3 separate regions of the Sus scrofa genome follow, and all the other regions are linked to region 1. The links are chromatin contacts, called in public HiChIP or PLAC-seq maps. All regions are on one chromosome and are shown on one strand. The core of a region is the stretch at or near the end of the contact, and the rest is flanking DNA. Distances in the headings are between cores, read along the strand shown. Region 1 holds the start of SAMD14 (sterile alpha motif domain-containing protein 14). Region 2 has its middle 27 kb from the start of TMEM92. Region 3 holds the start of TMEM92 (transmembrane protein 92).

Region 1 (4,308 bases), core at 611-3,110:
CACTGACACCACATGCCCATCTCCCCACTCCCTACAGGGCTGTATGATCAATCACCCCTCTCCAGCCTACCACCCATATCTCACCAAATGCCTGCAAATCATGTTCTCTCTCTCTCTCTCTCTCTCTTTTTTTTTTTTTTTTTTTTTTTTTTTTTTGTCTTTTTGCCATTTCTTGGGCCGCTCCCGTGGCATATGGAGGTTCCCAGGCTAGGGGTCGAATCGGAGCTGTAGCCTCCAGCCTATGCCAGAGCCACAGCAACACAGGATCCGAGCCGCATCTGCAACCTACACCACAGCTCACGGCAACGCTGGATCATTAACCCACTGAGCAAGGCCAGGGATCGAACCCACAACCTCATGGTTCCTAGTCAGATTCGTTAACCACTGCGCCACGACGGGAACTTCCCATGCTCTCTTTTAAGACCCCAGACACAGCCCCACTGAGACCTCCATCCAGCATCACCACTCCCTCCCCAGATCTCCACAGTCTAGCCAGCAACCCAGAATCTGATTCTGAAAACACCCAGCGATGCCAAAACACTTACAGATCTCCTTGGAAATCTTCAGTCCCTAAAGGTTATTCTGTCCCCATCCATGGTCCCAAGACCATCGGGGCTCAACATGCCACTTCCACAGCCCCTCAGAGACCTGGGCCTGCAGAGACTCCGGCAGGCCACCAGGGAACTCTATCCCTACAGACTGCACGTGTTCCCCCCAAACTCTGAACCCCCTTATCCATCCTCACCACGTAATCTTGAACAAACGAAGGGGGTAGTAGAAACAGCTACCTCCTGGGTTTACCTGGAGGGTGACATTAATAAATCTGAGAAAAGTGCTTAGTGCAGGGCCTGGCCCCTCCTGAACCCTCTCAGGTTGGTCACTGGTTGTTGACGATTGCATCGTCTCCCCTGGCTGGCCCGCCACCACCTCCAGCTCACTGGGTCCAAGTCTGATCTCATCCCCCCATCCCCCCCTCCACCAAGCCAAGACTTCAAGCCAAGACCTGCAGTCATCTAGACCCCTCCTCCTCCTTCAGTGGCCAGCCAGTCCCCAAATCCTGTCAATTTCTTCAACTCTACATCCTTCCTCCTTCTCATGGTGGTCTTTGATTTTCATGCCCACTGCCATCCCCTCCCAATGGCCTCACGGGGGTGCCCCAGCCTCCAGGCTGCCTTCTCCAAAGGAGCCAAGGGGGTTCTTCCTACCATGCAATCCAGAGTCCTTAGCTCCTCGGCAACTTTCCCCCCTCTGGCTGGTGGGTAAAAGGCAAGCCCCGCCCCCCCACCTCCGAGAGGCCCCTTTCATCTTTCGCTCCTTCCCTCTCCCCCTCCAAGCCCTGCTAGCACTTCTACCCTGCCCTGGCCTGCAGACGTAGCCAACAAACACATCACCTCCTTCCTTGATCACTTCCACATACAGCACCCCCACCCCCACCATCTCAGCCAGGCTGCCTCCAGTGTGTTCTCCCCGCGCGAAGTGTCCTCTGTGACCCGCGGCTGACGGCAGGCTCCTGAGAGCCTCCCCACTCGTCTGAACCCCTGACGAGGCTGCGAGCCCCGACGGTCCGGACCGGGTGGGTTCTGTTTCCCCATGATCCCCTCGGGCTTCGGCGCCCCCGACTGTTCTGTGGATGTCTGGGGAATGGATCCATCAGGAACCCTTACAGGCCTTGCAGAGGAGGCAGAAGCCCGGCGGGGCCGCCTCTCCGGTTGCTCCCACCGGGCCCCCGACTCCCGCTGTTGGAGGAGTGGCAGCAACAAGAATCCCCTCGCCCGGGCCACGGCCGCGGCGCTGGGCCGCCTCCTCCCTCCCTCGTGCTCCCGCCGCCTCCGCCCCTCTGTCCCTCCCACCCTCTCTCCCGTTCTTTGTCTCCCAGGCTCCCGGCCTCCCCGCCACGCGCCCCCGCATCGCCCCTTCCCTGGGGACCCCCGCAGATCCCCGCGGTCGCAGCGCTACGAGCATCCGCCTGCCAGGCGGGGAACCCCGTGTCCAGCAGGGCCTGGCGGGGCGGGGAGGTTTCTCTCTCTCTCTCTCTCTCTCTCTCTCTCTCTCTCTCTCTCTCTCTCTCTCTCACTCACTCACTCACTCACACACACACACACACACACACACGCACACACACGCACGGAGCATCCTCCTGTCAGGTCTTCTGGTCCAGCCCCGCCCGCCGCATCTCCTGCTTCCTGCAAACCTTCTCCTCTGTCGGAACTCCCCCCACCCCACACACACATTCCCTCCGGCTCCAGGAGCCTCTTCGCCGACCCCTACCCCTACTCCCGGGATGGAGAGGATGCAGCCAGCCCGGAGCCCCCCGCGGCCAGGGTGACAGTCCCCCGCCTCGCTCCCGCCTGGCCCCCGCCCCAAGCACCATGGGCCTAAGGGGTTCCCGATGCGCCGGACGCTGAAGATGAAAGATGCTGGAGGTGAGGGACCGGGACCCCAAGGACCCCGAGGTGGACGACGGGGATGCGGAACTGGGGGTCTCTAGGGCTCGCGGTGGGACCCCGAGTGCGGTTGGACGGGGGGGGGCGGGGGAGGTCGACAAGGGCCTTTCTTCCCCTTTCCCTAGGGCCCCCCCCTCACGGGAACTAGGGTGCTGAGCTGTCAGGGGAGGGGGCGGAGATTGGATTTGTGTCCCTAATCCTCTCCCTCTGCCCGCCGCCTGGAGAAATTAATTAAAGAAAAACCAACAACAACCTGGTGTTGGGGGAGGGGGGAGAGCTTAACTCCTTCTTGCCTGGCGGGAATTGGACAGATGGAGTGGACAGAAACTAGCCTCTTGGCCCTGACGGGAGGAACAGGGGGCTGGAAGTGCAGAGGGGGCCCTGTCCTCCACCCGCACCCTAGCACCAGCGGTGCTTGGTACAGGGAATCTCACTCTTGTCCAATGCCCCCAGTGGGCTGGACGGGAGGGGGTCGCCGCCTTTTCTAGCTCCACATGCCTCCCCCTGCCCCAGCCTCCTCTTCTGGCCATCCATCCAGCTGTCCCTGGGCTTTCCCAATTGCACTTCTCTCTTGGGCTCCTTCTTCTCTTCCAGGGGCTCCTTTCCTCTTTCTTGTCCCCCTAGGAGCTGGCTGTCTCCTGCTAGCTGATTCTATTCCTATCCACCCCTCTGCTGGGCTTCACTGAGGGCTGCTGGAGCCCAGTCTCTACTACTGCTTTCCGTGGCCCCTCAGGCGGCTGGGCTGCCCTCCAGCTTCTCCCTTTCTTGCTCTTTCCTCCTCCTCCCTGCAGCTCTGTGGACTGACTCCCCACCAACCTGTCTCTTTCCTGCTCCCCACTCCCTCTCCAGGGCTTGTGCACCCTTTCTTTCTCTTTCTCCTTCCCCTGGGTCCTGGGAAGCTTAGAGTTCCCCTGCCTCCCTTTCTCCTAGACAGGTGCAAGCTTGTCCTTGATCCTCCTCCTGGAATTGGGAAGTTTGGGGAGGAAGGGGTGGCCTGGTGGACTCGGTGTCCAGAGAACAGGTTCATTTTCACCCTGTAGCATTTACTTGGTTTGAGTGTGTGTGCGTGTGTGTGTGTGTGGAAGTGCAGTGATGGGGGAGCGTAAATGGGGGGGGGAGTGTCTAATTTTCCAAGGTTCAGTTTTGGAAGAAGGGGGGCTTGGGTGTGAGGGGCTAGTGACATCCTAATGTCACGCTCCCCAGAGTTCCCCATGAGACAGTGCAGGGAGGGCCTCCCATACACACCCCCAGGGAGTTAGCTGTTGAAGAGAAGGAACCACAACAGTTTGTCCATCTGTCAATCCATCAGAATGGATTGGGCACTGGTGTGACCTCGAAGCTGCAGCCCAGAGGGTACCTGAGAGAGGAGGGCACCCACAAAAGGGTCTCCACTCTGGACAGGGACCTTGTGGGGCCAGTGGGGGAGTTCCCGCTGTGGTGCAGTGGAATCGGGAAGAGTGGCATCTCTGGAGCATGAGGATGCAGGGTGGATCCCCGACCCAGCACAGTGGGTTAAGGATCTGGAGTTGCCAGAGCCGCGGTGTAGGTCGCAACTGCGGCTTGGAACTGATTCCTGACCGGGGAACTTTATATGCTCCAGGGCAGCCAAAAAAGAAAAAAAAAAAAAAAAAAAAAGGAAAAAAGAAAAAGAGCACATGGGATCTCCATTCTCAGGTAGTGTAAGAGAAGAAGCACCACTGTGGCCCTCAGGGAGCCTCCACGCTGATGGGAGAGGCAGTCCTTATCTTCAGAGAGTCCCTAGTGTGATGCAACTGGCCCCTCTCTTCAGGAACCTCTGTCTGATGTGGGGGAGATATGACCCAGGTAGGGAATTAATGAAGTAGGAAAAATGATTAATTTCCTA
Region 2 (4,308 bases), core at 650-3,149, 180 kb before region 1:
TCTCCGTTTTCTTCTGAATACTGGCTTTTTTTCTCATTCAACCAGTTTTGTAACAGTGAAGAACAAACCTGACTCCATTTTGGATTTGTTCTTTTAGCTCTATCCTTTGTGCTCTGCTGCCTTGCGCTGAGTCATGCTGGCTCTGCACCTTTGTAAAAGAATGTTGCGTATAGCTTGAAATATGTGTAATAGCCCATTCCCAAGGCTCTGACCTTTAAATGTATAACATTTTTCTATTCATATAGAGATAAAAAGTTGCAGACAAGGAGTTCCTTTGTGACTCAGTGGGTTAAGGATCTGGCATTGTCACTGCAGCAGCTTGGTTTGCTGCTGTGATGTGAGTTCAATCCCTGGCCCAGGAACTTCTGCGTGCAGCAGGTACAACCAAAAAAAAAAAAAAAAAAAAAGTTCAGAGTTCCTGCTGTGGTGCAGCAGGTTAAGGATCTGGCTTTGTCTCTGTGGTGGCGCCAGTTCAATCCCTAGCCTGGCGCAGTGGTTAAGAATCCAGGGTTTTTCCCATCATGCCTTACTGGAAAGGAATCTGACTAGCATCCATGAGGATGCAGGTTCGATCCCTGGCCTCGCTCAGTGGGTTAAGGATCCAGCATTGTTGTGAGCTGTGGTGTAGGCTGCAGACACAGCTTGGATCTGTCATTGGTGTGACTGTGGTGAAGGCCAGCAGCTACGGCTCTGATTTCACCTCTAGCCTGGGAACCTCCACATGCCTTGGGTGGAGCCCCCCCCCCCCAAAAGAATCCAGGGTTGCCATGGCTGTGGCATACATAAGTCACTGTGGCCTAGGTCGAAGCTGTGGCTCAGATTCAATCCCTGGCCAAGGAACTCCCATATGCTGGGGGTACGACTGAAAAAGAAAAAAGTCATAGATAGATAATAACTCCTGTCTTGCTGGTAGTTTATAGGCAAACGGTGACCCGTCCTACGTGGACAGCTGCAAGAACAAAGGAACTGGGCAGCAAGAAGTTTGCACCAGCCAGCCACACCTGCTCCACTTTAGTATAAAAGCAGCTTGAATTCTAACTTGGGTAAGATGGTTTTGGGGGACACTAGTCTACCATCTTCTCTGACTGCTGCCTTTCCTAATAAAGTTGCTCTTCCTTGCCCCAACAGCTTTATTCATTGGCCTGGAGTGTGGCTAGCAGTTATGAGCTTGGACTGGGTGACAGTTCACAAAGTGGCTGACAGAGGCCCCGGTCGCTCCTCTCTATCTAATGGACTTCTGGGGTTGTTTTTGGCCACAGCCAGTGGTAGAACCCACACGACAGCAGTAACCCAAGCCACAGCAGTGACAATGTTGTATCCTTTACCCGCTAGACCACCAGGGTACTCCTCAAATGGCTTTCTTTTTTGTGTGGGGGTTTCTTTGTTTTTGCTTTTTTTCTTTTGCTTTTTTTCTGCTGCGGGCCGCACCCGCAGCAGATGGAGGTTCCCAGGCTAGGGGTCCAATTGGAGCTGCAGCTGCTGGCCTACCCCACAGCCACAGCAAAGCAGGATCCAAGCCTCGTCTGCAACCTATACCACAGCTCTCGGCAACGCTGGATCCTTAACCCACTGAGCAAGGTCAGGGATCAAACCGGCATCCTCATGGATTCTAGTCAGGTTCTTAACCCACTGAGTCACTATGGGAACTCTCTAATGGCTTTCTTCTTGAGCAGTCTAGAGATTATAGACACTGAGCTCCAAATTCAAAATTCTCATGGAAGGGCTCTTACGGCCCAGACTGGATCACTACCCAGCCCCAAACCAGTCAGCTGTGGTCTGAGAAGTAGAACCGCTTTGTGAAAAATGGCTGCTCTGCCATCCCAACAGTCATTATGGAGGGAGCAGGTGGAGTCAGTTATAAGAAAATCTAGGGGACTGGGCATATGGAAAAAATGTGCAGTGTGACAAGTTTGCGGTTTACTTGTTGAAAGTTCTGCTCTTGCTGTGTCAAAACCTAAAATGATCTTAGGCCTCTGATCAAATTTCTTAACATCCTTTATTCTGAGAAAATGTTGGCGGGGAAGTTCCCATTGTGATGCAGCAGAAACGAATCTGACTAGGAACCATGAGGTTGCGGGTTTGATCCCTGGCTTCGCTCAGTGAGTTAAGCATCCGGCTTTGCCAAGAGCTGTGGTATAGGTCGCAGATGTGGCTTGGATCTGGCATTGCTGTGGCTGTGGCGTAGACCAGCAGCTATAGCTCCGATTCGACCCCTAGCCTGGGGACCTTCATATGCTGCAGGTGCAGCCCTAAAAAGCAAAAATAAATAAATAAATAAATAAGAGAAAAAAGAAAAAAAGAAAATGTTGGCAGAAAACTAAAGCAAGTTTTGAATAAATTATTGGTCAAATCTCAGCTAACACAATTGAATATTTTCTAATGGGCATTCTTAAATTATAATCCTGCTGAAAGGATTCTGGGAATTTGATGGAGCTGGAAGAAGCAGAAACTGTCTGATTAACTGTTTTGGAGCTCTGGAATTTATTTATTTTTTCTTTTTTTTCTTTTCTTTTCTTTTTCATTTTCCTTCTTCTTCTTCTTCTTCTTTTTTTTTTTTTTTTTTTTTTTTTTTTTTTTGTCTTTGCTATTTCTTGGGCCGCTCCAGCGGTGTATGGAGGTTCCCAGGCTAGGGGTCTAATCGGAGCTGTAGTCACCGGCCTATGCCAGAGCCACAGCAACACGGGATCCGCGCCGCGTCTGCAACCTGCACCACAGCTCTCGGCAACGCCGGACCATCAACCCACTGAGTAAGGGCAGGGACCGAACCCACAACCTCATGGTTCCTGGTGGGATTCGCTAACCACTGCACAAGGAGGAGAACTCCAGAGCTCTGGCATTTATAAATGGCTTGCAACTTCCAGCGGAAGGCTCAGCCGGTAAATTGCACTTAATTTCAGTCAGTTTCAGCTCTAAGCCCAGTAGCATATACCCATCCCCCATCCTCAGCCAGGTTGCAGGCAGCTGTGTCTGTGTTCCTGGAGCACTTTGCACACAGCTGTAGGAAGCAGAGTGGACAAAAAGAACCCTCTTCTCCAAGCATCAGATCTGTGCTCTGATGGCCGATTTCCGCTTCTGATCTTAGAAAGGCAGACCAAGAGGAGAAGCATCATTATTGTTGCCCTCCTTCCTTCCCTCTTAGTAACACAAACTCTACCAAGACTAGATCATGAAGAAATAGAATATTTGAACAGATCTAGGACTAGATCCCAAATCCCCGATGGTTTTGGGGGAAGAGTTTTTATAGCAAGCTTTGGGGGGAGGTCTGCAAGGTGTGTGACCTTTCTTTACTAATCTTCCTTCCAATTCTAACTAGTGTGGGGTCATGTGCTTATGCTCAGCCTGAAGTTACCATCCTCCAGCTCTGTGGGAGGCTGTGGGAGGAGTAGGCCAAGATATGTATCAGATTGTCATACATATTCCTTGAGGAGGAAACAGGATCCTGCCCCATCAGTGCACTATTTGTTTCTTTTTTTTCTTTTTTTGCCTTTTCAAGGCTGCACCTGCAGCACATGGAAGTTCCCATGCTAGGGGTCGAATCAGAGCTATAGCTGCCCGCCTACGCCACAGCCACAGCAACACAGGATCCAAGCTGTGTCTGTGACCTACACCACAGCTCACAATAACGCTGGATCCCTGATCCACTGAGTGAGGCCAGGGATCGTACCCGAATATTTATGGCTGCTAATTGGGTTCTTAACTGGCTGAGCCACAATGGGAACTCCTGAACTACTGTTTCCTTTATAATCCCTCACACCCCTAATTAGCGGCTATTTAGATATGCCCTTTGAATCTCAGGGGAGGTCTAGGAGGCTAAAACCTTCTTCTCACAAACAAGAAATGGGGGGCACGGAAAGACTTTTGTACTGGGGAGGGCTATATAGAGCCCTGCTTGGTTTCAAATTCAGCAAAGTAGCAGGATACAAAAGTCAATACACAAAAATCATGGACTTTGGCACTGTGCGCTAAGAATCCAACTAATATCCATGAGGACACAGGTTCAAGGCCTGGCCTTGCTCAGTGCATTAAGGATCCAGCGTTGCTGTGAGCTATGGTGTAGGTTGCAGACTCGGCTCAGATCTGGCATCGCTATGGCTGTGGTATAGACTGGCAACTAGAGCTCTGATTCGACCCCTAGCTTGGAAATTTCCATGTGCCACAGGTGCAGCCCTAAAAAAAAAAAGATCCTTCCCTTAATTTCATCTGCAAAGACCCTTATTCCAAATCAGGTCATGTTCTGAGCTTCTGAGTGGACATATCTTTGGGGAGCACGATTCAACCCACCATAGACATCATTCTCACCTGGAAGGC
Region 3 (4,308 bases), core at 1,099-3,598, 150 kb before region 1:
TCTGTCCCCCCACTCTAACCTCGGGGTGGGGGGACCAAGCAGCCACACTCAAGAAAGAATAAGAAGCCAACAGTGGTCAGACCAAAGACTTGGAAATAACTTTTTTTTTTTTTTTTTTTTTCTTTCTAGGGCCGCACCTGCGGCATATGGAGGTTCCCAGGCTAGGGGTCCAATCCGAGTCGCATCTGCGACCTATACCACAGCTCACGGCAACACCAGATCTTTAACCCACTGATCAAGGCCAGGGATCGAACCCACACCCTCATGGTTCCTAGTAAGATTCGTTTCCGCCGCACCACATTGGGAATTCCAGAAATAACATTTCGATGGCCACTGACAACAATAGTAAAACCAAGAAGACCAATCACAGCCACTAACAGTTGGGCTGAAACCCCCGTTATGTGCTCCGTCCTGCAAGTACACCCCCTTCTCCCAAGTCTTGGCCAGTGGGCTCAGGAGCAGGGATAAACCCCAGCAGGAATGGCCCAGAGAGGCTGAGGGCCACACAGCACCCTGGAATGACTGCAGAGTTGGGGACCCCCAAAGGGATTCGGGCACTCAGGGTACTCCCTTCCCCTCAGATTCTAGCCCCTGCCCCTCCTCCCCCTCCTGGCCCCTAACTAAGAAAGACAATGAACAATTACTTTAATAAATTAAGGAGTTTCCATTGTGGCTCAGCAGTAACAAACCCAACCAGTATCCATGAGGATGGGGATTCCATGATGAATGGGTTAAGGATCCAGCATTGCTGTGAGCTGTGGTGTAGGTCGCAGAGGCGGCTCAGATCCTGAGTTGGTGTGGTTGTGGCTGGGGCTGGGGCTGGGACTGGCAGCTGCAGCTCCAATTTGACCCCTAGCCTGGGAAGTTCCATATGCCGTACCTGTGGCCCTAAAAAGCAAAATAATAATAATAATGCTGCACTCCTGTGAGGAGTAGAGGACACTTTCCCAGATTCTCCCACCACCCCATTTTGTTTTGTTTTGTTTTGTTTTGTTTTTTTGGCTGTACCTGTAGCATGTGGAAGTTCCCTGGGCCAGGGATTGAACCTGAGCCACAACAGTGACAATGCCAGACCCTTAACCCACTGAGCCACCAGGGAACTCCTCCCCCTACCATCCTGTTTTAAACAGAGGATGGTCTTATCTGAGGTGGTTCAGAGCCTGTGTTTTATCAAGTGTTGGGATAATCTTCGGCAACTGCTTACATGTGAACAGGGAGCATCAACTGCCTGCCCCCTGCAGTGGTTGGGAGGAATCGACCAGAGGATGCTCAGCCTAGAGCTGGCACAAACCCACAGCCTGGTGATAGAGAAGGAAGAGCAGGGCTTGGGGTGGGGTGGGGCAGAGCGGCTCAGCACAAGTTCATGAACGTGGGAAGCAGGCCTGCAACTTCCTTCGGACTCTGACACAAGTAATTTAAAAACCGTGTTCTAGACCCATGTCAGTTTCTAGGATCATCTCCCACCCCAGAATTGGATAGACTGCCCCCATTACTGGAGTCAGGGGAGGGATAAAGGGGTGCTGAAACCTTGCCTCACTTCAGAAATCACAGATTCCAGAGGTCACCCCAGCCTGGGGTCAGGCAGCCGGATCAAATCCTATCACCGGCTGGAATCCTAGCCCCGCACCTAGGAAGGGACAAAGGAGCCTCCTTTCCTCCAGGGCACGCAGAGAGAAACAGTCCCAGAGAGGGGCAGGGCCTTCCCAAGGTCATCCCCAGCACTAGGAGAACAGAGCTGGGGGGGACAGGCTGGCCAGGCGTCCAGACCTTAGACACACACACACCCCCACTGTCGCCCCGGCCCCCAGTCACTGCTTTCTGACACAGCAGGAAGGAGCAAGAACGAGACAAGACTAACGAGACTAACGACGCCAGGATCAAAGTCCCCACTCAGAGAGGCACTAGGTGTCAGGCGGCGCAGGTCCCACGACACAGTCTCCCCCGCCCCTGCCTCCCCACAAGGTGAAGGAACCCAGGCCTTCTCAGGACCTCCTTCCACTGCCCTCACCTCCACCTCCCGGGCCAAAAGAGAAAGGAAGTTGCTAAATACGTGTGGTCATGAGGAAATCCTGACCGTAGTAGGTGGTGATCCAGAGCCAGAAGCGGGGCCCCTGACCCACAAGGGTAGGACCCCCCCAAATCTAACCGGCTTACCTCCCAAAAAGCTCACCTGTTGGAGGCCAGCCGGCAGGGCAAGCAGCAAGGTGGGCACGAGGCCGAGGACCCAGGTGTCAGACATCCTGGCAGGGGGGCCACTGAGCTTCCGTGTGGAGGGGAGGAGAGGAGAGGGCGGGGCCGTGACCTCTCCCACGACTCTCCACCTATAGGGCCCTGCCTTGGGTTGGGGGCGGAGCTGATGCACCCGGGGAAAGGCCAACCCAGAAGAGGAAGGGAGGGGCGGAGGTGAGGAGAGGGGAGGGGAGGAGGGAGGAGGAGGGGAGGGGGAGGGGGAAGGGAGGAGGGGGAGGGAAGACGTCTGGGAACGGCTTGGGGAATTGAGAGGTAGAAAGGATTATCTGATGAACAATATTGTGGCATCAGTTCAAGACAGCTGAACTACCCCTTCCCAACCCCAACTGTTCCACCCCCAAGCGGTCCCAGGCTTATGATAGGGACTGGCGGGAGTTCCCGTTGTGGCGCAGTGGAAACAATCCACTAGGAACCAGGAGGTTGCAGGTTCGATCCCTGGCCTTGCTCAGTGGGTCAAGGCTTGGGCGTTGCCCGTTAGCTCTAGTGTAGGTCACAGACGAGGCTGGGATTCTGCATTGCTGTGGCTGTGGTATAGGCTGGCAGCTGTAGCTCGGATTAGACCCCCTAGCCTGGGAACCTCCAGATGCCCCGGGTGCGGCCCCAAAAAGACAAAAAAAAAAAAAAAAAATAGGGACTGGCCGCACCTATCAGATGAGGGGGGACGCGGCCAGAGGGACCTGGACCACTGGAAGTCCCTTCCCATAAGGACTTCTGGGGGGCAGAGGATGAGAGAGGGGAGGCGAAGGTCCTGGTGGGGCTAGGCGTCCTTTTTTTTTTATGAGGAGGGAGGGAGGGGCGGCCTGGCAGATTTCTTGGGAAGGAGAACCTAGAGCTCATTACTAGCACATTCGTGCCCCCCCCCCCCCGCCTCCACATCCTGGGAAGATGTGTTGGTACACTTCCTCCGTTTGACTACAGGGAAAATTAAGACCCCAGCATTCAGAGACTAGTCCCTGGGTCCTAAACTGGGGCAGAGCGGCAGCCAGGAGAGATGGGGCGCAGGCGAGCAGGCCCATCCAGATTCCTGGAAAGACCCCGCGGAGACGGGCTGAGCCAGGAGCCGCGGGATTCCGACCCGGGGCGGCCGCGCCCAGCCCTCGAGGCACGCTGTGCTTTCCAGATCCGGCCAGCAGGTGGCAGCATCGTTCAACTCGCGATTCCCCCGGAGCCCGGCGGCGTGGGACCCGGGACTTGGGGCGGATCTCCCCGGGCTCCCTCCCGGGGGACCCGGCTGGAGGGTGGGGTGGGAAGCCGTCTCGGTGGGCGATTGGCGGAGGGTGAGAGCCAGACGCCCAAACACAGATGGGACGTATGGAGAAGACCTTGCGGGAGGTGGAGAGTCGGAGCCGGGACCCCTGGGGCGGGGGCGAACGGGGGGCGGGGGTGACGGGTGGGGTGCTGCTCCCTGACCTGGGGGAAGTCGGGGGAGGCTCGGTGCTTAGGTATGAGACGTCTCCTGCTGCCCCTCAGTTCTGACTTTACCACGGAAAACTGGTTCAAACCTAGTAAGAAGGGACAGCCGCCCTCTCTGGCTTTTTTGTTTTCTCTCACCGCTTTCTCCTTATCGCTGTTTCTCATCTCTCGCCGTGTTATCTCTGTGTAACCTCTCCCCAGGTCTCCCCATCTCTGTCTTCCTGTTTCAATATCTCCCCATTTCTTTCTCTACGCACTTTCTCTCCATGCCTTAGTGTTCCCTGTTTTCCCATCTCTGTGTCTCCTCTTTGCTTATCTCTGTCTCACTGGAGGAATCTGTTTTTCTGTTTCCATTTCCCTTGTCTCTGGTTTGGTCCTGTGTCTCCCTGGCTCTGGGTCTTTTGCTCTCCAACCCTCCTGGTCTCTCTCGCAGTATATCTCTCCCTGGTCTCTCTGTTTTTCCCTGTCTCTGTTTCTCATTATCTCTTGGCTCCTAAGGACAGAATCTTCCAGTCTCCTGATCCAAGTGGAATTGGGGTCTGGCCTCAGAAAATGCCCTCTCTTTGGCAGTTCCTGGTGACTGATCTCGGAGAAGAATAGCAGGGGGTGTCGTCCCTTGGCCCCTGCAGTTGGCTTTGAACCAAG

Evidence for each region. HiChIP or PLAC-seq counts read pairs in DNA pulled down with a chosen protein or histone mark.
Region 2: a contact with region 1 is called in an H3K27ac HiChIP or PLAC-seq map of alveolar macrophages. The contact joins the enhancer-like site here to the promoter of SAMD14 in region 1. A contact is called at or near these places in 7 of 47 Hi-C or Micro-C datasets (embryonic fibroblasts, epiblast stem cells, heart right ventricle and 4 more) and 1 of 2 datasets of contacts at active chromatin or transcription factors (alveolar macrophages).
Region 3: a contact with region 1 is called in an H3K27ac HiChIP or PLAC-seq map of alveolar macrophages. The contact joins the promoter of TMEM92 here to the promoter of SAMD14 in region 1. A contact is called at or near these places in 2 of 47 Hi-C or Micro-C datasets (embryonic fibroblasts and epiblast stem cells) and 1 of 2 datasets of contacts at active chromatin or transcription factors (alveolar macrophages).

What each region holds. Positions count from the first base shown.
Region 1 is chr12:26,313,100-26,317,407 of Sscrofa11.1, reverse strand. It overlaps SAMD14 (sterile alpha motif domain-containing protein 14), which reads left to right and starts at 1,860. Exons shown (of 9, transcript XM_021067147.1): 1 at 1,860-2,423. The coding sequence starts at 2,390.
Region 2 is chr12:26,491,417-26,495,724 of Sscrofa11.1, reverse strand. No RefSeq gene overlaps it. Among named protein-coding and RNA genes, the nearest start is that of TMEM92, 27 kb to the right of the region's middle. Within about 2 kb of position 1,899, at least 1 of the 83 cell types and tissues checked has an H3K27ac peak or open chromatin away from gene starts, as enhancers often do. A contact at or near this core is called in alveolar macrophages, where this site is marked.
Region 3 is chr12:26,464,653-26,468,960 of Sscrofa11.1, reverse strand. It overlaps TMEM92 (transmembrane protein 92), which reads right to left and starts at 2,348. Exons shown (of 5, transcript XM_003131586.3): 1 at 2,171-2,348. The coding sequence starts at 2,239.